Regions from separate parts of the Mus musculus genome. Here all the other regions are linked to region 2. A link is a contact called in public HiChIP or PLAC-seq and promoter capture Hi-C data. All regions are on one chromosome and are shown on one strand. Each heading gives the region's core, a stretch centred on a gene start, on an enhancer-like site or on the middle of the called end of the contact. The rest is flanking DNA. Distances are from core to core; before and after follow the strand shown.

Region 1 (3,013 bases), core at 201-2,700, 420 kb after region 2:
AGCATCCAGGCAGCCATGGTGCAGGAGGAGCTGAGAGTTCTACATCTTCATCTGAAGGCTGCTAGCGGTAGACTGACTTCCAGGCAGCTAGGATGAGAGTCTTAAAGCCCACACCCACAGTGACACTCCTACTCCAACAGGGCCACACCTTCTAATAGTGCCCCTCCCTGGGCAGAGCATATACAAACCATCACAGGTACCTAATGTGATGGGCTATGGGGAGGTGCCTGGGAAATGGAACCTAGTTGAAAGAGAATGTGACTTTGGGGGCATATCCTGGGAACTATTTCTTCCTTTCCCAACATGAGGTGGCTATATGCTTATATGCTGTTGTTGTTATGATGGTCAACCAAATGGCCAAACTAAACCTTTCCTCCTTTAAATAGTTTCTCTCCGGTGTTTTGCTACAGTAACAACGCCCCGATGCATGGACACTCGCCTACTTCCTGTACCCATGAGTTGGTTTCTATCTTCAGAGTTCCAGAGGTTACATGCCTTGCAGAGCCATATCCCACTTAGTGGCAAAGCAAGAGGGGCTCCCAGGAAAGTCAGGTGGCATTTACCCACCCTCCCCTCATGAGGGGCAACACCAGGATAGCATCCATTCACCCATAACAGAGGAATCCGACTGAGAGAGGCGTGTCCTCCCATCCATTAAGATATCACGTCAAATTAGGCCTATTTTAGATTTTAGTTTAATTTAACTGATACATAACATAAAGTGATATATAGTTACATATGGATATACTGTGTGAGTTTCCATCAGGACCTCGCTCTTTCCCCCTTCCGGAAGGTGCACAGCACGGGTGCTGTCCGCAGTTGTTTGCTGTGCAAGCATGCAGGGCCTTCCTGTCTTCCTCACTGCTCAACGTTGCACATTTTTCCCTCCCCGCTATTTCAGTTTTTAGGGTTCATAACATGCTTGGGCTTTAAAGATGGCATTTCGATTCTGGACGTGAAGCAAAGGTTAGGTCTCCAAATGTTCTTTGCACCCGGGGTCGGGGAAAGATACCAATAACATCCAGGACCCGCGACAGCAGCTTCCTTTACTGCGCAGGCGCCATTTCAGCGGCGTCACCCCTCTCAGTGTGGGCGAATCCATTCCCAGGAAGAAGGGGCAAGGTGCAGCGAATCCCAAACTCTTCGCGATGGTTAAAGCCATGCTCTGGCCAATCAGAAAGCCCCATTAATTCCCGCCTCCGGCTGCATCCTGGTTGGGCTGCGTCTCCAGAGACGCTAGGCGGTGCCCAGCGGTGATTGACAGCATCTAAAGCCATTGGCCAAGCTGAGAGCAGTTAAAGAGCAGAAACCTCTCCGCTTTGTTCCGCGAAGGGAACCGGTTTTCCCCGCCTCCTTCTTCTATTGGGTGCCTGGGGTCTCCGAGCTTTTGAGAGCAACCAATCAGGAGACAATATGGAGGGAGAAGGCGGGTTGATGATGGTTGCCAGGAGCCTGTTTGGCGCGACTCTTGGGACCAGAGGACTAGTGGTTGTGTCTCAACTCTTCTTTGGGCCGGGTCTAAGGCTGGACTTGGAACGGGTTCTGCTCCGCCCCACCGGAACCTTTGCAGGCTGCCTGGGGCCTGAAGCCCTCCGTCCACCCAACCCTAGCACCCGGGCCATCATCCATCCCTCCATCACGGCCTCAGGCCCTGGTGTCAGCTGTCCCCGAATCCTAACCCCCTTTCAGCGTCCCCCACCCCCACGTCTCCGCTAGTACCTGGTTACTATGGTGAAGCTAGCTGCCAAATGCATCCTGGCAGGTGAGTGCTATATGTGTTTGAACGCGTGGTCCCCAGAGCCCTAGCCGTCCTAACTCGGGCGGTTTTGGTTCACCATCGCGTCCACTCTCTGTCTCCCTTAGGAATGGCTGTAGTGACCAACAGCAGATTCTAGAAGGCGCGCGGGGCGGGGGAATGGGCTCCACAGGACACTCCCCCCACCCCTAGGGCACATTTGTAGATGCAGCTGTGTCCCGGTCTCCCTCCCATATTTTGAGACTACCTTCACCAGATAGACTTAACAAACTTGAGCGAAGTACAAGCATGGACTTGTCAGGGGTCAGCGTTGCTGGTCCCACTCACTCTGATGTCAGGAAGATGGGGTGGCGCATCTGAGAGCATTAACTTAGAGATTCCCCGGAAGTAAGATGTTTATTATTGTTGACTGTCAGGGAAATAGCCTGCACAGTGCCCAGAGTGTGGATGAGTATTATATAGATATATACAGAGTGATCTGGTGGTGCTCACACTCGTGGGCTTGCCTTGAGCCAGTCTGAACATTCGGAAGCCTATATGCTTAGCTTGTAGTCTGGTTGACAGCTGAGCACATGTGTCTACCGAGGCGACACTGCAGCCAGTGTCATGTGGGGGTATTTCATTTAACCCTTTTGCCACAGCGCCCCCAGGTAGCTTCTGTGATGTGACCTGATGTGACCGAAGCCCTGAGTGGTGTTGCCATGGGTGAACCCCCAGTGGAAGTCGTACACCCCATTCCCAGATTCGCCTGACTTCTGCCTGTGGGTCAGGAGTGTTGGCTACTTCTTATTGTGACAACTTACTGGACCGGAAGTTGGGAGTTTATTGTGCTCACGGGTCCAGAGGACTGCCCATCATGGTGAGGAAGGCATGGTGGCAAGACTGGGAGGCAGGCTGGCCACGTTAAGTCAACAGTCAGGAAATGGAGCATGAGCCTTGGCTCTCAGCTCTCTTTCTCCCTTTTATTCAGTCAGGGGCTCCAGCCTGTAGAGTGGTGCCACTCACCTTTGGGGGCGGGCCTTCCCGCCTTAATCTAAACTAGAACACTTCTTACAGGCATGTCCAGAGGCTTGTCTCTTCCGTGATTCTTCTTTGTAATCCAAAGATTAGCAGGGGTGTCTTTTGATCTTTATTCTACCGAGTAAGAAGGGGGGGCAGGGAATGGAGGGGAACGGTACCCGTGATGACTTTTCTAATTTGAAAATGAAAGCGTCATGCATAGACATGAGTGACAGGTTGTCACTCAGACCCTAGTGC
Region 2 (3,120 bases), core at 602-3,101:
CTTCTGTGGGACCTGGGTAACAGAAAGATTCCCCCTTCCCTGATGCCTCCCCCAGGAAGTCCCCAGTCCCCTTTCTCATTCTTCTCATTTGTGGGTATGGCCAGGCGGGGATCAGAGTCCTCTGTCCCTCCACTCAGCACCCTGGAATGTCAACCAGCTCCCCTTTGGCCATTTTGAAGCATGCCACGGGGCCGTTTGTAAAATGGATGAATAAATAATGAACAAACAGAATGATGGAGCAGTCCGTGGAGACCCTTTGCCTGGTCTCCCTTTGCCTTCTTGTTGGCCTTGAACCTCAGCCTAGTCCCTGTGTCTTTGTGGAACTTAACTCAACCGCCCCCCCCCCCCCCCACACACACAACACCCAAAGAGACAAGGGAGAGGTTATATTAAGGAGATCTTTGGTGGCCAGAGCCACAGCCTCTTCTTATATTATGTCCTGTCAAAGCCCCCTGTATCCCGACCATAAATAAATGGCTGTTGAAAGAGTCTGAGGGAGCCAGGTGCAGTGGTGGTGCACACCTTTAATCCCAGCACTTGGGAGGCAGAGGCAGGCAGGTCTCTGTGAGTTTGAGGCCAACCTGGTCTACAGAGCTAGTTCCAGGACAGTCAAGGCTACATGGAGAAACACTGTCTCCAAAAATCTAAAAATAAAGGGGGTGGGGATAAGAAAGAGAGAGAGAGAGAGAGAGAGAGAGAGAGAGAGAGAGAGAGAGAGAGAGAGAACAAACAAAAGAAAGGAAGGAAGGAAGAACCTGATCGGTTTCTGGAATACAGAACAAGGCATAGCATCTGGAGAATACCCAGCACCAGTGAGCAGGGCTCAGCACCAGTGGGCGGGGCTCAGCACCAGTGGGCGGGGCTCAGCACCAGTGGGCGGGGCCCAGTGCTGGTGGGTGGGGCCTGGCTGTTAAGGGTTAGGTATCATTTGGAGAATCTGTCACTCTGAACCAGTCATATAGACCTGGGGATCCAGACAGCCAGCAGCTGCAGTCCCTCAGAGCCCAGAACTCCAAGAGAACTCTCTGAGGGTACAGGGACATGGCTCCACCCACAGCCCTGCTCTCTGCTCCCTGAGAACCACACCAGCCTGTCCCTCCCATTTCCTTTTTCTCTGTCCCTCAGACCCACCGCCCTGGTTACTGAGTGAACAGGGCCTACTGTGCCAGGGCCTCATTGAATGAATGTTACTCCTTCAGGCAGTGTCCCCAGCCTCCATCAAACGTCACCAGACCCCAGGAGCTAAGAAGACTCTGTAGGGCCCTCACAGGGTCTAGGCAGGTGTCACCACCAACAATATCCACCTTCATCAGAAGTCATTCTTCCCAGGTCCCTTATGGGGGGCCTTCCCTCCTGAAAACTCTTCCTTGGAACTCCCAAGAACTCTGCTGAGCCGCGTCGGCCTGAGCACTCCCAATTCCTTCTTCCCTCGTCCTTGATCTCCTGTTTTATCTATCTTTTATCTCGTTTGTCATCATCCACCTCATAGTGCAGAGCCCAGGAGGTAAGCAACCACTCAGATGCCTGTGGGACCCCGAGGCCTGGAGTCTAGCCCGGTGCCTACCTCTGCACATGGAGTTTGAGGTTTTCTTTCCTGGCCTTCTGGGCACGGCTGCCCTTGATTCCCTGTTCTGCCGGAGGAAAGGACTGAGGCCCGTGGCTGGGACCTATCGCTTACCTGTGTGACACACATCCATTCTGAAGCCCAGGGGAAAGGTGGCCCAGCTGCTTGCCTTGCCAGCTCAGCTGCTGCTCTGGTGGGTAGCCAAGAGGACCAGTCATGGCCCCTTCCTGCCTGCCCCGCCCAGACCCTGTGGGAGGAAGTCAGCCCTGGCCACAGGGGTCTGTGCGCAGGCTCCTGACACAGAGCGCACTTCCTAAAGGCAGTTGAGTTTCACCAGTTAGCTCAGACCCTGGCATCTGAGTACTTGGAAAGTGGGGAAGCAGAAGGAAGACAGAGCTAGGGCAGGGGAGTGGGGGTGGGTGGATAAAGACAAACAGACAGACAGACAGACAGGTGGATTATGGGCCCCCACAAGCTCAGTCACAGGGGAAGAAGGTCCTAACGATGGACCTTCTCTGGGGGGCGCGGGTCTTTACCCAGCAACCTCTTTAAATATAAGCCAAAAGATTTCCCAGCTTCTAGGGTCCTCTCTGAACTCCCCTGAATCAAATCTCATTGGAGAAAAGACAAGTCATTCAGGGATGGGGGAGGGGCTTTGCTTTTTTTTTTTTTTTTAAAGAAATGCCCCCCCCCCCCCCCACGTCTCACAAAGTGTCTAATTTCCCTCTCTCCCCGGGCCGCTAGGAAACTCACCATCAAATCTGTACAATCCTTCCATGTGACTTTGTGGCCAGATCCAGTTGTTTGACCCTCAGCATCTCCACTCAGGCAGGTGTCACCACCAACAGGGTGCATGTGACTTCGGGCTAGTCAACCTATTACACCGAGTCTCATTTGGCTTGCGTCCGAAGAGAGTATGCACACTCAACCTTGGGAATGTAGAAAGAGCAGTGTAAGATTCTTGGAATGTAGTAGGTGTTCAAAAAATGATTTTCCTTTAGGCTTTAACTGCCCCCCCCCCAGCTGCCCCATTGTTGACTGCTTTGTTTCTCAGGCCTTTTCTGGTGAGTTGGTTCAGATCCTGCAGAGAAAAAGGGATGGCTGACAGAAACTTCAGTCAGAGGAGCGCTTACTCTTTGGAATTCAGGGCACATCCTGGCTCACTGATCTGTTTCCAATCTATTTAGAAGTCCAGTGAGGGCAAGGTCACATTTGTGTCCTAGTCTCTCGTAAAATGTGAGGAGAAAGGAGTGTTCAAGTGAGGATGAACTAATGAATGAGTGAATGAATGAATACACCCAGGGAAGATAGGCATGTAGTTCCTTCCTTGAGTGATGCAGACATTTCCGGCCTGGAGGTATAGGCCTGTCATCCTGGCTTCTTGGGAGACTGAGGCAGGAGGATTAAAAATTCAAGCCTGATCCAGTGAAAACCTGTCTTAAAATAAGAAACAAGAAGAGGGTTGGGGACATAGCTCATGGGTAGAGAGCTTGTCTAGCATAGCCAAGGCCCTGCACATGCACACGCACACACAGAAGTGGGGTGTGCCCCCCCCC
Region 3 (2,999 bases), core at 333-2,832, 320 kb before region 2:
AGGCTTCCCAGATCCTCTCCACAGGCATCCATTTCACTGCCCCATCTCGAACCCGTGACTCCCTCACTTCCTGCAATACCACCCTGCAGAACCCCTGAATTTGGTATCAAGGACTATGTGAGCCAAAGGCTAGCAGAAGAGAGTGGCAGAGATATGTCCATGTCTCATCTGGAGGAACCAAACCTGTCTATAGCCATTCATCACTATCTGGTAAGTCTCTGATCCCTCCATCTCTTGGGGCTCATGCCAGAGGTCAGCGCTTCTGTTTAGGTACAGGCCTGAACAGCCTGGACTGCTCTTGGATGGGTGGATGGATGGATGGGGGGTCCCCAAAGGCCAAGTCAGGTTCCCCTGCTCTATGCTGTGTGTTCCCTGGCAGCTCACCTCCCTTAAGTACCAATTTCTTTAACTGTGAAATGGGCCAAAACTCTTATTTTTGAACTAATCTGGAAAGGAAATGAAGGCACCATTAAGGAGCTTCAGGAAGCTATTAATAAACTAGAGGGCTGGGTTCAAAAGCCTGGGGATAACCGACATGGTAAAGAACCCCACTGGAAACCAGGTTCCGAGGTTATGTAACTCACAGGGTTAACCAAACAGGGCCAGAACTGGAACTGAGGTCAAGCTCCACTACCTTCCAGTCTCCCCACTGGCCTAAGGTCAAGCTCCACTACCCCCTAGTTTCCCCACTACCCTGATTCTGGATGCGCGGATCCAGCTCTCCACCGGCATCATCCTTCCAGACCGCTTCGACAAACCCTCCTGCAAAGTGGGTGGGGCCAATGACAAAAGCCCAAGAGGCCGGTTCCAAATCTGTATCCCACCTGCAATTCCCTGAGCTACAGTGAGCCTAAGGTGGCTCGTGTGTCAAACTGGTCCTCGGCCACTATCCGACAGGCGGCAGCTGCAGGAATTCCGAAAAGCGCGTCAGGTCCCAGCACACATCCCCGCGCCCAGTCCCGTGCTCACCGGGGGTCCGGCTTCCGTCGCTGAGCGGGTGCCAAGGGTCGCGATCGGTGGCCACGAGCAGGCAGTCGGGGTCGCGCAGGTGCGCGCACGCCTCGGTCAACCTGGAGAAGGAAAACTGCTCGTCGTAGCCTACGAGCACGGCGCGCACGCGCGGGTCCTCGCCGGGGTCCCCCGCCAGGCGCAGCCCCGCGGCGCGCAGCTCAGCGCGCAGCCCCTCGCCTCCCAGCACGAACACTGCGCCCGATGCGTCGGGCGGCCCGGACAGCCGCTGGCGCAGGAGGCGCGCGGCACACAGCGCGGAGCTGAAGAGCTGCTCGGCGCGCAGCCCCGCGAAGCCCAGGCGGGCGAAGCGCAGCGCCAGCTCGGGCCGCGCGCGCCGGCTGTTGTTGCTCACGAACAGCGTGTTCTTGCCGGCCCGCGCCAGCCGCTGCAGCAGCTCAGGGGCGCCCGGCACGATGCGTTCGCCGTTCCACAGCACTCCGTCGCAGTCGAACAGGACTCCCTGCGCCTGGCCCAGCACGTCGCGCAGGGCCGCGCCGCGCAGCCGCTCGCAGCGCGCCATGCAGCCGGCTGGCCGCTCGCACGCGCGCGCTGCGCTCCCTCCGTGGACAAGGGGCAGCTTCACCAATTGGCGCGCAGAACGGGGAGGAGGCGGGGCTACGAACACAGGCTTCAGCCAATAGCGACTAGAATTTAGTCGAAGGTGCTGGCCGATCCCGAAGGAGCTCGGAGAAAGGGGCGGGACCGCGGGCGCCACTAGAAGGAGGCGACCAATGAAGAGACAGCCTGGTCTGCAGCGAATCGCCGTGCGCTTCCCAGCCAATTAAAAACGTAGGCCAGATGGTTGCTAGGAGAAAAACAGAGGCTGAGAGAGATGTTGTCTTCGGGCCACATCTTGTTGCCCTCGGAACCATTGAGGCTCATTAGAAACATGTGGATGTGATGGAGCCAGGGCTCCATCACCCGTGACTTCGCAAGCTGGCCTGGGCTCTTAGACCTGGTCAGTGATCCTTCTGGTCATCTGACTGTGCTGTGGAGTCTCCTGGGGAACTTGTTTTTTTTTTTTGTTGTTGTTGTTGTATAATTTCCGTTTAGTAAGATGTATACTTTATAGTTCGATGGCTTTAGATAAATGATTTTTAAAACACAGGTACAGGTCAGTGGAATGGTTCAGCAGATGATGGCAGTTTGCTGTCAAGGCTGAGGACCCGAGTTCCTTCTTCAGAAACCTCACGGTGGAGAGAACATACTCCTTCCAGTTGTTTTCTGACCTCCACACACACATCCACACAGATGAATGTTAAAACGTTCTAGCCGGGCGATGCGAACACATACATTTAATCCCAGCACTCAGAATCAGAGGTAGGAAGAGCTCTGATTTCCAAGCCAGCCTAGTCTACAGAGCAAGTACTAGGACCAAGGGTATTCAGAGAACCCTGTCTCAAAAAACAAAAAAACAAAACAAAAAAAAAACCCAATAAATAAATAAATAGATAATCAAACACATGGCTGTAAGACAGGAACCCAGAGATCTGATTTCATGTTTTATGTGTGTGGGGGCACTAGGCACTATTTTGATGGCCAGGCCCAATTGGTAACCCATTTTATTGATGGGGTGATCCCAACTGCCTAGGTCTCCATTTTGTAGACGGAAACCTTTTAATCTGTCAAGCCTTTGAATAACCAGTAATTCAAAGTATGGGGACCAGGGATGAACAGGGATCTGTACTGTCACAATATTTTGGTTCTAAGCAGAACTGTAGCTGTCTAACCCAGAGCAACTGAAGGGAAGAGACCGAAGAAAAACCGTGCCTTTGAGGCCCAACTATTTTCTGTTCTTTGTGCCTTTTGTAATGGGTTTCTTAGCCTAGAAGACCATAGACAGCATGCCCCTGCCTCCACTCGGTTACTAAATTGGGCTTCCAGATGCACTGACCCACTTCTGCCAGCCCACTCCCAAAAGACCCTCAGGTGTAGAGCTGAAAGGAGCGTTAGCCTGGGACTACACAGAGCAACTCAGGGAAGGCCAT
Region 4 (3,233 bases), core at 677-3,176, 350 kb after region 2:
TGCAGCTGAGCTGCCAAGGAGGCTGTGGTGTGGGGAGAGGGAAGGGGACTGGGAAGATAGCTGTCCCCCTCGGACCCCACACGGGTTTTGTTGGGTGGATACCAGGCTCCGTGCACACGGGAGCTACACATGGAGGTCCGCTTGGGGACCTGATCTAGGGGAGTCCTGAAAACTGCAGGTGTGTGGTACCTCAATCACAGTGGGAGCTGGAATGACATGTGGCCATGGGAGCTAAACTCTGCAGCTGCCCTGGAAGAGACACTATATATGATATCTCCTCGTCTGTATCTCTGCCGGACTGGTTCTCAAAGAGGACGCTGGAGATACTGGGTCTGATGGCCCTAGGACCTGGGTCCATGGTCCTATCAGGGGCAGAGGAGGAGAGCCACCCCCCTCAGAGGGCGGGGGAACAGCTGTGGAAAGGGCAGAGTGGGCGGAGGAAACACTGAGCCCTGATAGTCCTTACAGGCACCATCTGAACTCTGCACCCCAAGAAACAAGAAGGGACCCAAGCTTCTAGTGGCTACAGTTTCTAGAAGATTCAAGTTTGCATGTCTGTCAGTCTCCTAGGAGAACTTGGGGGTGAGAAAGGCTGGAGTCATATTATGCAGCCTTACTTAGCACCCCAGTAACACTCTCTATAGCTATGGAAGGACCCCCACCCAACACTAACTCTTGTTACAGACAAACCTCCTCTGACCTTTGACCTACAGGAATCCCATCCCCTTTTCCAGATCCCACGAGTGCTTTGCTCACACCTGGGTCTTGTCAGTCAGACCTGTTCTGGTGACTCTCAAGCAGTTCACATGGACACTTGGCTTCCTAACGTTGCTTTCTGCTTGATCCAGGGGACGGTTCTGTCATTTGGGTCTCCACATGCAGATGGGAACACAGGGCTGTCTCCATAAGAGACACTGAGCAAGTGCTGACTGAATGAGGTGGCCGGGCTTGGGGCCATCAGGTCTCCTTGTCCCTACCTGTATAATGTCAGCATTGTCCAAGATAGATCTGGGTCATTTTTGAGCTCTTAGCAGATGTAGTGAGCTCTCAGTGTGTCCCAGGGCTGTTCGGCCTCCCAGAGACACAACTGTGATCCAAAAAACTAAAACACCCTCAGAGCAGGCAGAGCAAAGACCCGGCCCCCAACATTGTGCCAAGCATCTAAGACCTGTTCAGGACAAGGAAGTGGAGTGAGGGGTCAGACGGCAGAGCCTGGGCTATCTGAACCTAAAGATAGGAAAACGCAGAGGCCAGTTTCAGTCTGAAGGGCAGATGGAAGAGCCGCTCCTGATTGCAGTGTGGAACCAGGAACCCAGAACCCAAGCCTAGCACCCAGGACACCTCTGCTCCCAGGCTCTGCCACCCACTCACCCTGTGGTCCTTGGCCACATCCAAGCCACTCCCCATTCTGAGCCTTAGGCTTCTTACTGGTGCATAACACTGCCGACCTACTAAGTCAAGGTTCTAGAAACATCTGCTGGAGCATGCAGCTCCTGCAGTATCATTCAGCAAGACCTTCAAATTTGACTCTGTGCTGATCCACTGATATCAGGTGACAGGAGGGACAGCCTCTTACTTCCCCATACCCACCCCCCAGGCCTATTGGGATCATTGAGAAAGCCTGGCAGGGAATAGAGGCACACTCTCACCTCTCTGATCGCAGCTGCTGGGCCAGGGCCATGGCTGTGGGTAGTCAGAAAAGCAGATGGATGGGGGCCTTGCCCAACCAGATCCAGGCCGAGTTCACCTCTCACTTCCTCCTATGTGCATCTGAGAGCTTCCTGAAGCTTGGGGTGTCCCCAGGGGCAGCCTTTGAGGAGGTCCCGCCCTGCCCAGCTTCTCTGGACCCTCCTTGAAGTACCTCCTTCAGGCTTTGAGCTGCCTGGCCCTCACACGTCTTCTCAGCCACTTCCCAGCTGCACAGCAGTTGAGGAAGTGGCACCCTTGGGTGCTGGGCTTGCGTGAGGCCACTGGCTTTGGGGATTTCCTCAGTGCCTGTCTCTGGTGCTGAGCTCCACCCACCATAGAGCAGTTTTAGCCCTGGGTAGTCCATCAAGGACACTTGTGGACTTCCTCCTCAGGCTTCTTCCTGAATCCCTTTCTCAAGCATCCAAGACCTGCCATTCATTCCTAAGGTCTGGTGGAGATAGTGCTTTTTCCAGGAAGCTCTCCTGGTCCCCCTCCCTCTTATACTAGGAAGTCATTGTTTTATGCCCCATCTGGGGCTCTGGGCTCTGAGATACCACATTCAGCTCTCCCAGAGCTTCCATCCACACAGAGGCTCTCCTTACAATCTGCCTCCACCTCCCTACTCAGCTCTCAGAAAAGCCCCAAGCCCCCGCTGCTGGCTTCAGAATCCCCAAGGCCCCGTGGGCTGCCTGCTCTCCCAATCTCTCTTCCCTCATTGCCACCACATTCCCAATGCTCCTCTCCTATCTCCTGTAGGTCTCAGCTCAGAAGCTGCCCTCTAAGAAACAAACCTGTCCTCACCAGACCCTCCCTGCCACTCTCCGGGCTTTTCCTGCGGCAAGCTCTCACCAGCGGGGTTCCCTACCCCAGTGTGTTCCAAACGTGTGTTTGTGTGTTAGGCTTCTTCCAGGCCAGCACTACGCTGCGGACACCCAGATTATGTGAGCAGAAGGAGGAAGTTCTTCGTCAGCTCCTTCTAATGCTTGGTTCTGTAGGGAGCTCTCCAAAGCCTACAGTGAGGATGGGCCCAGCAGCCCAGAGAATGTCCCCCAACCCCCAGCTCCACTTGATGGTATGCTAAGACAGAAGGAGAGATGGCAGCCTGCCCAGCCTGCCTGAATCAGGCTCCTATCTCCCCAACTTTGGAACGTGGCTGTGGGGACAGGGCTTTCCCCCTGAGGAATCTGGAACGGCCTATGTTTCTCACCTTAAATGGGGCTGGATTGGAAGCAGTCTCAGACTCCTCAGGATCTGGCTCCAAGAATATAGAATGTTTTAGGATCCTTACTTTAAAATGTCCCCCCTCCATCCTGTCACCCTGAAGGGATCTTCTGGCCCTGACCCAGCCCAGAGAGGATGAACCTAGAGCTCCCAGGATAGAGTCTGCCCAGTGAGAACTGCCCTCCCCGTGGCCAGGCAGGGCATGGGCTCCTGGGGAGACAGAAACGAGGATGAAGAAAGTCACAGGAGGGGACAGGAAAGTGGGAGAGGGACACTCCACCAGTGACTGCATGTTCATCAAGGCCTTTGCACTGCACAGATAG

Evidence for each region. HiChIP or PLAC-seq counts read pairs in DNA pulled down with a chosen protein or histone mark. Capture Hi-C pulls out chosen DNA fragments and counts their contacts.
Region 1: a contact with region 2 is called in an H3K4me3 HiChIP or PLAC-seq map of bone marrow-derived macrophages, with 4 times the contacts expected there. The contact joins the promoter of Ift27 here to the promoter of Cyth4 in region 2. A contact is called at or near these places in 1 of 39 promoter capture datasets (hippocampal neurons), 7 of 484 Hi-C or Micro-C datasets (the G1E-ER4 cell line, the N1E-115 cell line, cortical neurons and 1 more), 2 of 115 datasets of contacts at active chromatin or transcription factors (bone marrow-derived macrophages and pancreatic cancer cells) and 2 of 9 other capture datasets (liver and pancreatic islet).
Region 3: a promoter capture Hi-C map of liver shows a contact between it and region 2. The contact joins the promoter of Pdxp here to the promoter of Cyth4 in region 2. A contact is called at or near these places in 1 of 484 Hi-C or Micro-C datasets (B cells), 2 of 115 datasets of contacts at active chromatin or transcription factors (embryonic midbrain and pancreatic cancer cells) and 3 of 9 other capture datasets (adipose tissue, liver and pancreatic islet).
Region 4: a promoter capture Hi-C map of liver shows a contact between it and region 2, with 3 times the contacts expected there. The contact joins the promoter of Ncf4 here to the promoter of Cyth4 in region 2. A contact is called at or near these places in 5 of 39 promoter capture datasets (the C10 cell line, cranial neural crest, liver and 1 more), 9 of 484 Hi-C or Micro-C datasets (the G1E-ER4 cell line, the HL-1 cell line, the N1E-115 cell line and 6 more), 5 of 115 datasets of contacts at active chromatin or transcription factors (the HPC-7 cell line, bone marrow-derived dendritic cells, bone marrow-derived macrophages and 2 more) and 3 of 9 other capture datasets (embryonic stem cells, liver and macrophages).

What each region holds. Positions count from the first base shown.
Region 1 is chr15:78,172,518-78,175,530 of GRCm38.p6, reverse strand. Ift27 (intraflagellar transport 27) reads left to right here and starts at 1,450. Exons shown (of 7, transcript NM_025931.3): 1 at 1,450-1,762. The coding sequence starts at 1,729.
Region 2 is chr15:78,595,778-78,598,897 of GRCm38.p6, reverse strand. Cyth4 (cytohesin 4) reads right to left here and starts at 1,851. Exons shown (of 13, transcript NM_028195.3): 1 at 1,679-1,851. The coding sequence starts at 1,697. It overlaps Gm52186 (a long non-coding RNA gene), which reads left to right. Exons shown (of 4, transcript XR_003951538.1): 4 at 1-332.
Region 3 is chr15:78,912,502-78,915,500 of GRCm38.p6, reverse strand. Pdxp (pyridoxal (pyridoxine, vitamin B6) phosphatase) reads right to left here and starts at 1,582. Exons shown (of 2, transcript NM_020271.3): 1 at 970-1,582. The coding sequence starts at 1,531. Gm30368 (a long non-coding RNA gene) reads left to right here. Exons shown (of 6, transcript XR_003951546.1): 5 at 1-210.
Region 4 is chr15:78,243,504-78,246,736 of GRCm38.p6, reverse strand. Ncf4 (neutrophil cytosolic factor 4) reads right to left here and starts at 1,926. Exons shown (of 10, transcript NM_008677.2): 1 at 1,650-1,926. The coding sequence starts at 1,681.